Linked DNA regions of Mus musculus: region 1 is linked to region 2. Evidence: chromatin contacts called from public promoter capture Hi-C data. All regions are on one chromosome and are shown on one strand. Each heading gives the region's core, a stretch centred on a gene start, on an enhancer-like site or on the middle of the called end of the contact. The rest is flanking DNA. Distances are from core to core; before and after follow the strand shown. Region 1 holds the start of Ccdc71 (coiled-coil domain containing 71). Region 2 holds the start of 4930429P21Rik (a long non-coding RNA gene).

Evidence for each region. Promoter capture Hi-C pulls out the DNA fragments that hold promoters and counts their contacts.
Region 1: a contact with region 2 is called in a promoter capture Hi-C map of pre-B cells, with 5 times the contacts expected there. The contact joins the promoter of Ccdc71 here to the promoter of 4930429P21Rik in region 2.

The regions. Positions count from the first base shown.
Region 1 is chr9:108,455,787-108,463,261 of GRCm38.p6, reverse strand. Ccdc71 (coiled-coil domain containing 71) reads right to left here and starts at 2,709. Exons shown (of 2, transcript NM_133744.5): 1 at 2,645-2,709; 2 at 1-324. The coding sequence starts at 272. Gm51295 (predicted gene, 51295) reads right to left here and starts at 4,168; the gene lies at 4,102-4,168. It also overlaps a transcript of Klhdc8b not described here.
Region 2 is chr9:107,350,170-107,357,571 of GRCm38.p6, reverse strand. It overlaps 4930429P21Rik (a long non-coding RNA gene), which reads left to right and starts at 3,514. Exons shown (of 5, transcript XR_003948243.1): 1 at 3,514-3,837; 2 at 5,469-5,559; 3 at 6,081-6,155; 4 at 6,254-6,358; 5 at 6,644-7,402.

The DNA of each region.
Region 1 (7,475 bases), core at 1,460-3,959, 1.1 Mb before region 2:
ATGGTACGAGCTTGTAGCTTTGTCTGGCTGGGGGGGCTGGCTGTGCATGAACTATAACCATAGACATCTCCACTTCGAAGAATGGTCGGTTGGAAGCCATCATCTCGCAGACCCTGGAGGAAGGCCACGAGCTGGGCCTCTGTGGCACTGAGATCCTGGCTCATGGGATTAAACACAAGCAGGGCCTCTTCCAGGGCTTTCTTCCCTGCCGTGGAGATACGTGACCACGAGTGCACAGCTTTCTCCTCCACAGGCTGCACTACCATGCTCATGGCATTGGGCACTGCAGGCTTGCCTGGGTATCCACAAACCAGCACTTGGCACCTCCAAAGCAAGAAGAAAAGAGTCGATGAGAATGGTACCAGGACACAGAGCTTAAAAAAAAAAAAAGGCAGGCGGCTTGAGCCAGGCTCCCTCCCTCTGCGACAGAAAGGCCTGGCCAGAATAAATCTCTCCAGGGTCTCCTGACCATCTCTACCACGTTGGGCCATTTCTTTGGGATATATGCTCAGAAGCACCTCAGACCATCTACCCTACCACCGGGCTTCTGTGGAGACTTAGATCTAGCTCGTTTTAATGCAATGGCATTTTTCTTTTCTGGCTTTAAGTCAAGGTCCCTCATCAGCTAGGCTGATCTCTAACTCTGTATAGAGCTGAGGCCAGCCTTGGACCCCCAGCCCCTCTGTCTCAAGTGCTGGGATTACAGGCAAGTGCTACTATCGCGCTTAGTTGATTAGTACAAAGGGTCTCACTACAGTACAGGTCTGGCTGTTCTGGAGTTTGCCATGAGGTCCAAACTGGCCTCAAACTCAGACTCCTCCTCCTGAAGCCTCCCAGCTGTTAGGATCACAAACGCGCGCCAAGAGCTCAGCTACATCCTACTCTTTCCTCTTTGACAGGGAGCTTGCTATGCTCCCGGTCTGGAACGTGTCGATGCACACGATCTGCTGCTCAGCTGCCCAACACTGTGCACTACCACGCCTGTTTCCTTTTGATTCTTTTCTTTCCTGGTGTTCTAAATATCTAGACTCAGTCCCAGGAATATAAGCAAATACCTCAGTCCTCAAAGAACCCAGTCCGGAAGTGAAGACACAGCTGCCATTAAAGGTTCTTAGAAGCAGATGGTGCTCTCCAAGCCAGCTTCTAATAGGTTAGGGAAGGACTCCTGGAAGCAGTAACATCTACCTATCTGTCTGCGTGCCAACCAAAAAAGGAGCAGGTACAAATGGAGCAAAAAGGGTAGCAACTCCTGCAGAGGCTATCAAGTAAAGAAGAGTACGGACCATATGGATGAAGGCCAGGCTGTAGCTGAGGAAGACAGACTAAGGCCTTTGAACATAGGCCCAAAGACCCAGACTTACACCACCTGATGTCCACCCCACCACTGTTCATCCAACTGCCAACGTTCCAGTGCAGGGGGTGGCTCATCTCCTTACCAGAGTCTATAGACAGGATACTCAGTGACCTGATTCCTAGCTCTAGTCTTGGAGTTCAAACCCAATATAAGACACAGACCCGCCCAAAAAAAAAAGACAGTTGCAAACATCTCTAAGGCAAGCAAGAGACCAGGCAACGAGACCAAGGAGTTCAAGGTTTGACGACAAAGGACAGGGAAAGATTCCAACTAGGAAGGTAGGCCAAGCCGTAGCGCTTAAAAGGCAACAGACCTTAGATGTTAGTGGTCCCAACAGATGCAGCTGTCTGGGACCACTCAAATCGTCCTATGCTTCCTTAAGGAAGCCATGGCTGTCACTCAGAAGTTACACCCAGCACTCCAACGCAGCATCTGAGGGCTTCCCGAGTCAAAAGGTAAATTCCCCAGCTGCACCGGAGCGTTAAAAGATCAGCTGGGATGAGACAGGTCCCTGGAGTCTAGGAGCCCGTCTGTGCCGCCGCTCTGCACAGCTCTAATGAAGCAGACACACAGTCCTCAGACTCCCCGGAGAAAGTGCCCTGGGGCTCTTTGTTTGGAAACATTCTTGGATCCTCAGGTGTCTGAGGCACTTCCCCTCCCCAGAGGATGCTCTTCAAGTACAATCCAAGTTAATGCTTTCATTTATTTATTTATTTATTTATTTATGTTTTGAATGGGTGGGCTATGAACTGTAGGACAGAGGGGGACGACCTACCTCCCACCCCAAACCTCCGGCGCTCATATTACGGGGCGGGGACCAAGGGGCTCTTTGCCTAGGTCATTCTGAGCCCATGGGAGGGAGGGTGCTTCTTGGCTCTCAAGAAGCTTTGTAAACAGAGGCTGCAGCCAGGCTGACTTTTGCCTTCACACATTCCTTTGGGGCCAGCACAGGAAGTTGACAGAAGACTGGGGGCGGGCATACTAATCGGGCGGACTGGGATCAGGGGCAGATCGGGGCCCTCAGGCGGGGAGACCGAGGCCCCGGGGCCTGAACGGCGACGGGGAGTCGGGGTTACGGCGGCGGCGAAATGTGTAAGGTGGGCAGTGGTCGCCCGACAGGATCCTCAGAACCCCCAGGGTGGGGTCCTGGGTAGGGGTGGGGTGTCTCGGCCAAGCCCTGGGAAAATGAGGATCCCGGAAGGGCCGGCCACCCAGTCCCTTCGCCCTGCCGCCCTGTGGCCTCATGGGCAGCCACTCCGCACCACCGCTAGGCCCGCGGCTCCAACCTACCGGCGCCGCCGCGGGGACCCAGGACGCACCTCTGCGCCGCCTCCGCCGCTCCAACATGGCCGCCTGCTGCGCGCCGGAAGTACACCGTGCTTCCGCTTCCGGGATCTAGCCCGCCTGGTGACCCTTGACCCCTAGAACTCTCCCCTCCCCCCCCAAGTCTGGGGGCGGAGCAGGTTGAGTACTTCGGAGGGCTGCCTGGAGGGGGTGGCCTCGGAGGTGACAAGTCCAAACCTATCTGATCCAGTATGGGAGCCTGTGCACATAGAAGGCAAAAGTCACAGGATCCCAGTCAGGATTGGACTAAGGACCACTTTTCTAAAATGTCCTGGTAATATAGGAGTCAAAGTGACTCCTGGCAAGCTCTATGCTATTCTACACCCCAGGACCTTACTCTTTCTCTGGCACCTGATCAGAAGAGAGTGTGCCTGACAGGGATTATCTCAGGAAAGTCCCCTTGTTTCACCACACAAGTACTTCCTGAAAGAGTAGCAGGCGCTCCTCTCCTGAGAATGGGCTTAACCCTGGCACACTGCATGAAAAGCTGGTATATACATGTAGGCACAAGTAATACACAGCAGCCTGGGGCTGTAGATGGCCAGTCTGTAAGTCACAGTACATCAATGTGGGCCTGAATATACTTGCTCAGGTATGTATACACAGTGGAGTGCCAAGATCTGGCTCAGCCAAAGCACCTCGAATGGCACAAAGTAACACTTTTCAGTCGTTACAGTGCCCAGAATCCGTTGGCTCTGTTGGCAAAGAGATTGCAAACTCAGTCCTACCTATGTCCTGTAGACAACACAAGATGGTTAGTTACAGAGCCCTCTCCTCAGCAGTATTTGAGGACACAGGTTAAAACTAACTCTAGGAATCTGAGACCTCAGATGAACAGTCAGCATATTTTCCAAACCTTGTCCTTTTTGGAGACAGTGTATCCCTACATAGCCCTGGATTCCTGGGATCAAAGGTGGCATGTGCTGCCATGCCTGGCTTCACAGCTTTAAGGAAAGGACCCCCTTGTCAGATGCTTCCTAGTCCAGTTTAGGAGGCATCAGGAAAGCTTTGGTTTCATGGATGAGGGAGTGAAGGCATCTGGACCTGTCTAAGAGTTTGGGGTAGGTAGACAAGGGTGTTTGAAGTGCTTCATGTGGGAGCTGGATACTAGCCTTCTTCCTCTTTTGTACGACTGAAAGATCCTTAGCTGTTCTGTGTTTCCCAGCCTATGTAGAGGGATCTGTCATCTTTAAAGATAAGTATCAACCACCCATCAATACCCAAGGCCTCACTTGATGCCTGTTTACTTCTCAGAGCTTTGGCACCGACAGGAGACTCCTGACAGTTTCTGGGTAGCCAAGTACCCAAGAGGAACCACAAAATCTGCGGGCAGTCTGGGGTCAGTACCTCCAGTCATTTCTCTTGGTAGAGAAAAAGGGCCTTATGGACCTACACCAGGATGAGCCATAACTATGCAAACAGAAGCCACTTCTGCCAAGAGGCAGAGCTTGGTGCCTTCCAGGCATAGTAGCAGGCCAGATGTGCTCTAGCAGGCCAAATGTGCCCTAGAAGGAGATTCCTCTCTTGCATTATCAAACCCAGAGGTCAGAGCAAAATGGAGGACAAGAAGGCTGGGTCCATTCTCTCTCTGTTCCTTCTCTCTATGGCTACTGAGGGAACGGTGAAAGTGAGGGAACCTAGCTATCAAAGGGGGATACACCTTGGTGTTACAACTGATGTGGGACTCTCATCAGAGCACAGCTGTCACTTGACCTGGTTCTTGACAGCTGCTGGCTCTACATCGGCGTAACCTGAGGCAGCGAGGTTGAGGTGGGAAGACACCTGAGGCATTTCCATGGTCCATCCCTTGCTCTCTACTTGACATCTTCCATGGTCATTGGTGAGGTGAAGCCACATCCATCTTATCGGAGACAACTGGTTGACCAGGTGGGTTAAGATACAGTTTGGGAAAGATTTGCTTTAATAGGTCCTACTTTGAAAAGCCAGAGCCGGGGCTGGAGAGATGGCTCAGCGGTTAAGAGCACTGACTGCTCTTCCAGAGGTCCTGAGTTCAAATCCCAGCAACTACATGGTGGCTCACAACCATCTGTAATGAGATCTGATGCCCCCTCTTCTGGTGTGTGTCTGCAGACATCTACAGTGTACTCATATAAATAAAATAAATCTTAAAAAAAAAAAGAAAAGAAGAGAAGAGAAAAGAAAAGAAAACCAGAGCCAAATCTGAGGTGTGAAATTGGGTTCCATGCATGGTAGGCCCTTTCTCCTCTGTGTGTGTGTGTGTGGAGGGGGGAGTGTGACTGTGGTGTGTGTGTGTGTATGTATGGTGTCTTTCTGTGTATGTGTGTGTGTGTGTGTGTGTGTGTAGGCCACTGTGTAGACTGCGAGCTCAGAGAGATCAGTTCTAGATTAAGGGTGTGTACTATCACACTCACGCTGGCCATCAAGCCTCAAGGATTTGCCTGCCTCCACCTCCCCAGGACTGGGATTATCACATGCACATCTGCCTGGCTTTTTAGTTTATTCTGTTGGTGTGTTTTCATTCTCGATACACCCACAGCCACTGAAGACAAGAAACACAAAGGAAAGGCCCTGGCTGCTCCTAAGGATGGAGAAGAAAGTTTATTGTAGGTAAAAAGGAGCTTGTAGGCAAAGACAGGGACATCTGGGAGAGCCCAGAGTAGATGTGACCCTGAGCCATGTGGGGAGAGGAGGAGGGGAAGCGAGAGGGAAGAGAGGGGAACAAGGTGCAAGCAGGCGAAAGGGCAAAAGATGAAAGAGGACAGGCAACCAAAATGGTTGGATTATATAGCAAGAGCAACCCAGCTGGAGGGGGTGGGGCAGGAGGTGGCTAGAAGGCAGACATGCCTTAGTTCCTACCCTGTAACAGGGACTAAGGGATGCTGGGAAACCTGGTAGCCAGGTCAGCGTTAATAGGTCAGGTTTAATACGTTAAGTACCTCAGTCATTTATCCCAGGTTTGAAACTTAACACACATCACTGGTGTTGAGGGGTCAAAGGGCAATGTTTGGGAATGGATTCCCTTGCTCTTCTACCTAGTGGTTCTCTGGAATCCAGCTTGGGTTGTCTGCCTGGTAGCAGGCACCTTTACCCTTTGAGCCAAGTCGCCAGCCTCCTCTCCTCCATATATATTAAAACAAAGTCGCAAGCTAAACCTGGACCTTCTCACCTGCCTGGTCCGGGTTACAGGCAGACTGGGGTCCCCTCGTCTGGGAACCTCCTGGCTTTTATGTGGACTCTAGAGAGTCTCATCTCCAGTTCTAGTGCTCACAGGACCCATGCTTTACCTGCTGAGACCTCTCTACAGTTCTGTACCTGCGTTTTTTGTTTGTTTTGTTTGTTCTTGTTTTTGTTTTCCGTGACAGGGTTTCTCTGTGTAGCCCTGCCAGTCCCGGAACTCATGCTATAGAACTCAGAGATCCGCCTGCCTCTGCCTCCCGAGTGCTGGGATTAAAGGCGTGAGACACCATCGCCCCACTTCATCCCTAGATTTTTAAAAATGTAGGTTCTAGGGATCTAAGTTCGATCCCCCTGTCTGTACCTCAGTCACATTACCACTTGAGTTAGCGCTGAAGCTCCAACCCCCCTGTTTTGAAACAGACGCTCACAATACTACAGGGTTCAGTCTTGAGCTGCTCTCTGAGAAGGGTGAGAAGGTCCTGAAAAAGACTCTGAGAGGCCAGACAAACTGTCAGCAAGGACTCAAGGTCACAAAGGGTGAAACTGTGACAAGTCTGAAAAGTCTCACTTGAGAGAGAGACCACAGAGTCCAGTTTTATGTTGTGTGTCATGATGGTTAATCTTGGTTGTCAACTTGACTGGATGGAGCTTTTTTTCTTTTAAGTGTGTGTGTATACAGTGCCCATTGAGTCCAAAAGAGGACATTTGATTCCCTGGACCTGGAGTTACACAGGTGGTGTGAGCAGCCCAATTCCAATGCTGGGAACCAAACACCGGTCCTCCAAGAACAGCAAGTGCTCTTAAAGCCATCTCTCCAGCCTCAGTTTTTGTTTTGTTTTTGAGACAGAGTCTCACTAAATGGCCCTGGCTGACCTGGAAGTCCCTGTAGAGCAGGCTATCCTCAGACTCAGATCTGATTGTCTTTGTCTCCGGAATGCTGGGCTTAAAGGTATGTGCCACTATGGTGGCCCTTGACTGCAAATGGAATCAACTAAGAGATAAACGGCTGGACATACTGTGAGAAAGCACATTTCTAACGTGGATGCTAACGTCTTCCTAGTGGCTGCTCAGATGATAGGAGGTCTGACAGAAACGATTTTGTTTCTTGCCTTCTTATCTTCATGTGTCTTGCTAGGAAGTTCCTTATACTGTTGCTGCTGCTGCTATTACCACTGCCACCATGGCTATGGGGCCGGGGAACCATGGGATTGAGTGGTGGGTGGTCGGGGAGTCAGCCTAGAGCAAGAGAGGTTCAAGGTGCGCCTGAACCCCAGAAATCTCAGGAGAAGGATTGCCCCTCCCCAACCCCGTGCCCTCACTTTTGCCCCTGGTAGCCAGGTTAAATTCCTCTCCCCTTATAAGGTCATGTCTAGCAGCAGCTGGAATTCCTTATGCAAATGGGTGATCCCCATCACCCTGGCCCTGGCCAATGATGTACACTTACCCCAAAAGCCCCTACACACCCCTCAAAAGGTCAAGTAGGCTGCGTTTTCCCAACTGAATGAGCTGTCTACTGAGGCTCGCACCCAAGAGTCTTCTTGTCAAGCTCACCACTGCCACCACTGCCTGAGGTCTCTTCCCATCTGGCTACTCTCACCCAGCTTCCCCTCGAAGGTTC
Region 2 (7,402 bases), core at 2,265-4,764:
AGATCACCATTGTTAGTGGCCTGCCTCTGAAAAAGTTCTCTATCCACTGTTACTTGTTATCTGTCCCAGCTGATATACCGCTATGGCTTTCTATCAAACTCTTGCCCCATCCAGAAGTGATGGGTCACCCCTGTAGTCTCCTGTGACATCACCTGTATCTTTCCTCACTTCCTGGTGAGGGATGCTGTCATTGCTCAGAGCCTTACTGCCTCTGCTCTCCTCACAGAAGGGGTTCCTCCAAGGCCAGCCCCACCTGTGCCCACCAGCACAGAGGACCCTGTGTGGACAAGCTGAAAGTGACCAAAGAGAACAGACAAATGGATGGGTGGGAGCAGCTCTCGCTTCTGAGAATGTTCTTTCCTTCTTTGGGAATTTTGGCAGTGAGCTCTGGGGTTAACCTGCCTGGGGTCAAGTTCAGACCCTGCTGTATGCTAGGCACACCTATCGTTTTGTGCCTTTGTTTCCCTCTGTGCAATCTGGGCACACAAAGGATGCTCACTGGGTTACTAGGAGATCAAATGGCTCTGTCTCTGTCTGAGGGTATTCAGGAGGCTCCCACACTCTCACTCTGCAGGACCTCACTATACCTAGGCTTACCTAGGCTTATGGGTGGCATTTTATGGACTTATTATTGAGCTGATGGTAAATCTCTTTTTTTTTAAAGATTTATTTATTTATTATATGTAAGTACACTGTAGCTGTCTTCAGACACACCAGAAGAGGGAGTCAGATCTCGTTACGGATGGTTGTGAGCCACCATGTGGTTGCTGGGATTTGAACTCCAGACCTTTGGAAGAACAGTCGGGTGCTCTTACCCACTGAGCCATCTCACCAGCCCCGGTAAATCTCTTAAATGTCTCAAAATCTGGTGTCCTTGGCTTCCTTCAGCAAATGAATCTTTCAGTGAATGCCAGGTAGGCAGGGTTTGGCCCACTTTGTGACTCTCTGGGTCCTGCAGTCTGAAGGCAGGAGAGTAGAGGGGGATCTGCTGGACCCTGACCAAGAGAGAAAGGGTGGCAGCATGGGTAGGGGGAGGTGAGAGGGGCATTCAGGGCATAGAGGTAAGGGGTTCACGCTCTAGTTGGTGGCAGTGCAGTGCCAGTTCATGAGAGAGAATGGTCGGGGTTGAGGAGAGCAGAGGAGAGGAGAGGAGAGGAGAGGAGAGGAGAGGAGAGGAGAGGAGAGGAGAGGAGAGGAGAGGAGAGGAGAGGAGAGGAGAGGAGATTATGGGAGGAAAGAAGTGGGGAGGGGAAGGGAGGAGACAGGGGAGGGTGGGGAGAGGGGGGAGATCAAAGGACAAGGCTAGAAGACAACTCTTGCTTGGGCCAACCCAAAGGACTTGTCTGATGCTGTCAGTGCCTGGAGCTGCCAGCAGGTGGCATCATAGTTGCTATGAAAAATTATAAGGTAGATTGGACTCTGCGTCCCTGCTGGGGACCTGTCAGGCTCCAGAACCCCCACTTCTAGACCTTATCTGTCTGGAATTTCCCAGCCCAGCTGGAAGACTTAGACTCCCAGTCTGTGGTCAGGATCTCTTGTGCAGTGCAGGTAGGTGACCCTCTGCCTCCCGGATGGGACAAGCATGCAGAATCTCGAAAATTAAGGGTGACTGGGATCACCACACCCTTCCCTACTCCTGGATCAAGTACTCTGGGGCCAGAGTTGCCAGCCGCCAATACCTACCCCATGCCCTTGAGTTGAGGGGCGCTGTGGATATTTGTGGGTTTCCCCATTGTAGGTGAGGCTTCTCCTCTGAGCCAACTTTCCAGGCATAAACTCCGACTCTTTTCTGACCTGCTGCTCAATGCCTTTTTGTGCTCATCTGGGTCAAGGGGAGTTGGCTTTCTATTTGATGGGGCAGGAGGTGTCAGTCTGATCAGAAAATGTCCTGGGGAGTAAGAAGCCGGCAGCCTTCCCGGGTATCAGCTCTACCAAGAGCCAGGCATTCCCAAGCCGTCCCCCTGCCATCCTGCTTCCCGGCTGTGTGGCTCTGGATCGGTCCCCGTGCCTCTCTGACAAAGGAGCAGAAGGACAGGGTGGATGGACAGACATGGAGTGTAGCAGGTGCTATGCATCGGGCTGGAGGTTGGGTGCAGGACATGAGAAGTTACTCTCAGGTACTATGCCTGGCTCCTTTTTTCCCCTCTTCCCCTCCTCAATTTTGTCTTCCTCCTTGTTTTGGTTTTAGATAGGCTTTTCCTATGATGGAGTTCAGCTGGGTCTCGAACTCACAATCCTACTGTCTGTGCCTCTAAAATGCTGGGGTGGCAGACAGACACATCATGCTCGGCTTCCCTTTGCCTTGTTTTAGTCAAAATCGAGAACCTATTGGCTGGGTCAAAGATGAAAAGCCAGGTGAGTCTGGAAGAGAAAGGCTGAGGGTCCTGAGGGATCATAAGAGCAGTCGGGTGAGGGGTGACCAGGGGAAGTCATTGTGAGGGTGACCTGTACCAGGATTGGGTGTTTTCCTGTCCTCCCCTTCCAGGTCACAAGGCAGCCCCCTGAGTTGTGACATCCAGCAGGATCATAGCCATGGCAAGACACAGATTCCAGCCCCACCAGTGCAGGCAGCTGGACTCTGGGCCTTCATCCAACCTTCAGCCTTTGCCTAAGCCTGTCTTCTGCCCTCCTGGGTCATGTCAGATGGGTGCCTGGGTACCAAGCAGACAGGTTTCCATCTATTCTCACCATCTTGACTCCTCTAGGCTCATAGGTGCCAGGCCTCTAAGATGATTTTGCTAAGTCCCCTTCCTTGGACAGCTTCTGAGGGGTTAGCTCTCATCTCCAGCTTTAGATCTAAGGGGCTCCAGGATCCAGAAAAAAAGCTTTAAATTGTATGACTGCAGAAGTTCGTCCCCAGGCTGTGGATGAGGGACCTACTGTGCTGGGTTTCCAGCTGCCTCTGAGATGGGAAAGCCTGAGTGGTCACCACAAGGGAATCTGTCTGGACTGTGAGATCTTCTGGGTACCACGGAGCTTGCTAGGAGAGAGAGCTAACTTCCACGGGATTTCTTGGGAAAAGTCATAGGCTGGCCAGAGCCATACCCACATCCTGGCCAGCAAGCAGAAAGAGAAAGTGACTGGGCATGTATGTCTCTGTGCCTTCTCTAGGCAGCCTCCCCTGACTAAAACTTTGGAAGCAGCTCTGGTCAGTACCCTTTCTCTAAGCCAGCAGAGTGGGTCCTGAAAGGCAGGCTGTCCCTCACATGTCAGACACACAGAAAATGCTTGCTTCAGCCTGTGCTCTCTGAGTGAGGTCTGGAAGAAAGGATGCCACATGTCAATAACTCTTGTGTCAGGATCTGAGAGCTCCCCTCCCTACTCCCCCACCCCCACCCCCCACCGCATCCCACTGCACTATAAACAGGCTGACTGAAGAAGTGCTCGTAGAAGCACCCAGATGGACTGAAGGAAGCAGTGTGTGTGTGTGTGTGTGTGTGTGTGTAGCTTTGCAAAATAGAACCTAGCCCAAATCTCAGCCTCTGGGACAATCAAGGTGGGTGGTAAGAGGGATGTCTGGAGCACTGTGATGTCAGACCTGAACTCTCAGAGGAATCTTGAGGCCTGCCAGTCACCTGATAGACCAAAGCACCTGGTGCCAGGGAGAATGGAAGAGGCAGTGGGTGCCTGGCCCAGGGACCCTCCTGTCTTGCTCTGGGCCAGGCCAAGCCTCTGATGGAGAGGTCTAGGCTGGAGATCATGTGGTGATGTGCGTGGGAGCCTCAAGAAACATCTCCCAGAACAGAGAGCTTGGTACCCAATATTCTCAGCGGGGTGCGGCAGGAGGCAAGAGAGAGGAGAGAGTCCCAGCCTCTCTCCAAGCTTTCTACCTACCAGGTAAGAGAAAGTCAGCCTCTCTCCAAGCTCACCACCCTCCAGGCAGATTCTCGGTCTTTTTCAAACCCTCCACAGCCCTAGAACTGGCCTGTTTACATTTCTGACCACTTTGGGTAATGTTTGCTGTTGTCACCTTTTAGGCCACTGTGAGGATCTGTGTCTCCCCTATGTGGATCCACCAGGAAATATTATTTAGAAGGTTCATTTGTCTGGCGGAACTCGGAATCCAGGGGCCAGTGAGAAGCTTAATGGGCTCCGGGACTCACTAGTGACATCATCAGCATCCTGGACCCCCTCCTGCCCTGCTAGCCCCCCTGCACATTCTAGAAACTACACACGGTGGGGGACACTAGGGAGGACGTCCTCCTGTGACCGATTCTCTCTGCTTCCAAGCTAGTAGGAGTTCAAGCTGTCTGGAGGTTGCAACTAAATATAAGGACTAAGCTATGCTGGGTATTTTTATGCCAACTTGACACAAGTTAGAGTCATTTAGGAAGAAAGACCCTCAGTTGAGAAGACCCCCCATCCCTTTGGTTGGTAGACAAGCCTGTGGTGCAGTTTCCTGATTGGTAATTGATTTGGGAAGGCCCAGGTCACTGTGGGTAGTGCTACTCCTGGGCAGGTGGTCCTGGGGTGTATAAGAAAGCCGTTGAGTAAGCCATGAGGAGCAAGTCAGTAAGCAGCACCCTATATGGTGCCTCTGTACCGACTCCTGCATCCAAGCTCCTGCCATGACTTCTTTCAGTGATGGGCTACAATGTGAAACTGTAAACTGAAATCAAATCCTTTCCTCCTCGCCAAGTTGTTTATGGTCCTGGTGTTTCACCATAGCAACAGAAACCCTAAGACACTAGCCCAGGCGGTAACTTACTGATCAGAGCTAGCCTGAGCCATCAGAGATAGAATCCCTAGCCTTGGAGAAAGACCACCCCTCCCAGCTTCCCCTGCCTGCAGGTTCCAGCTTCTCAATGCCAGATATAATATAGAAACCAGACTTCTGGGGGACCTCAAAGGGCTCTAGCTTCCCACCTCCTACTGGTCCCTGTTTGACATACAGGGATCTCAGGTCTGCTGTTCAGGGGTCCAACCAAGTTCCAAGGATGTCACGTTCCTAGATGTACCGTGAGAATTGAGAAGTGCAAACTGGGATGGTCTGAGAAGCAGGCTGTTTAATGCACAGTCCTGTGCCTGGAGCAGGGGCTAGGGGAGGAAACTGTCTTCTCAGGTAAGTCTCAGCACCTTTGACTCCTACCCAGTTTGTAATGCCTCTCTTGAATGAAGGCTCTAGCATTCACTGGGCTTTGCTCTTGGATTCTTGAAAAAAAAATTTATTTGTTCTTTGTAAAATCATCTGTATGCACAGGATTGTACACACACAAGTGGACATGCCTCTGGAGGCAGGAAGAGTGGTCCTCTGGAGCTGGAGATACAGGGGTTGTGATCCACCTGACATGGATGTCTTCTGCCAGAGCACTACATGCCTTAACCACTGAACAATCTCTCCAGTCCGTCTCGAAGATTCTTATTTTAACCATGCATGTTTGCTTCCCATCACCTTGGAGGCCTGGAGAAGGAGGGTTACCCAGATGTCCTTAAGGAGTCCTGTCCCTGACCTTGATCTGTCTCTGCAGGACCCAAGTTAAGGAGTAAGGGCCAGTGACCACTGCCTACTAGCTCTGAGGGTGAAGTGAGCTGGCATGCCAAGGACAGCCCTAGTCCCAGGTGGGATGGCATCTGCTTTTATCATACTTGGTCACACCTAAGGGACTCCATGCTTTTCCCTATCCTCTTCCTCTCTCTGCACCTGGTGCTCACAGACTCTGCTCCTTTCTCAGTGTTGATGGCCTCTCATGAGTGCCCTCTGGGAAACCACAGCTGTCTCACCTGTAGTTATCCCCCAAGTCTTGAGCCCTCAGAGGCCAGGATGTCCTGGGGGTTCCCTCAGGCACTCTGTGAGAAGCCCCACTACACACACACACACACACACACACACACACACACACACAGAGAGAGAGAGAGAGAGAGAGAGAGAGAGAGAGAGTCCTGTCAAAGGAGCATAGCTTCACAGGCTATCAAAGAGACAGCTTCTTCCTGGGCCTTCCATCACCCCATGCCCCATGCATTCCCTGGCTTAACCTTTGGCCTTTCTATTTAGCTGTAAATATAAAGATGTGGACACATAGGGCCCTCACTCATAATACTTCTCATTTTCCCCCCACTTGTCATCTTTCTCTTCCATACAGAATGAAGTACAGTGTGGGTGGGTTCGCTGATGGGATGCTGGACTAGAGGGAACTGTTTCTAGCAGTCTGCAGAAGGTCAGAGCACTGCAGGAGAGCGTCCCTTTACATTCCGAAGGCATCCCCACTGTCTGTCTGCCTGCAGCCGGGCAATGGGATTACTTTGTCCACTCTAGCTCCAAGGTGACACTTCACTGTATTAAACAAGAGAAGGACTTCTTTGAAGGCGCCCATCCACATCCACCTGATACCACCCACTTCCAGCCACCGCTGCTGCTCTGGTTGCTATTCACAGAGAGATTTCATGCATGGGGGGGGGGGAGGAGAGGGAGAGGGAGGGGGAGAGGGAGGGGGGAGGGGGGAGGGGGAGGGAGAGGGAGAGGGAGGGGGGAGAGGGAGGGGGGAGGGGGAAGGGGGGAGGGGGAGGGAGAGGGAGGGGGAGGGAGAGGGAGGGGGAGGGAGAGGGAGGGGGAGGGGGGAGAGGGAGAGAGAGAGAAAATGTGCAAGCGATTGCTTGTAGAGAGTGGGGAGGGCCTTCTTAAGAGGGACCCAATTGCCAATTTCAGAAGCAGCAATGGGGGCAGTTCTGTCCATTCACCACTGAGGACAGCCAGGAGAGTCCCCTAAGGTTTGATTCCTCAAGAAGAACAGAACCACCGAAACCTTTCACCTCAATATCAATCAATCCTACAACCTGGGAAAGACACGGGAATTTGGGAATCTGCATTTTCCTCAGAGAGTAGGAAAAAGATCTAGGAAACAGGACAATGTGGGTAGAAGGGATAAGTTACTGTGAAGGCAGAGTCTATGAGTAGGTGGCCTGTGTCACCATATAGCACCCTGTGCCCATCACTGCGCCAAACCCACCCCTCAGGAAAAGGCCTGGATCATGCAACAAAAGCAGTAGGGCTTCATCTACACCGCTCATCATGCCTGGTCCCTGGGTGTTACCCTTGCTCCCAGGCGCTTTCTTCAGGATACCAAGAGTCGGCAGCACCCACATTCCTGAACCAAGAGGTTGACTAACAATGTGGAAACACACAGCCCACTTGCTCACCCTGTGCCCCTGAGAAGTTCTGCCAGCCTTCTGAGAGTTCTCCCTAAGAGCAAATCTGTCACTGGCAGGTCCAGCTGTAACCCACTTGTGTGGCCCATGGGCACTCGGTCCTCAGTCTTGCCTACAGTCCTACCCCACAGCCCCCATCTATCTTCAGCCCCACCCTTTATCAGGGAACCTGGAGGCTAAGTCCCTCCATGTTTCCGTCATGCTAGTCCGAGGGTCAGCTCTCTCTTATGGAGCCTTCAGCACGGACACTCGGGCGTTC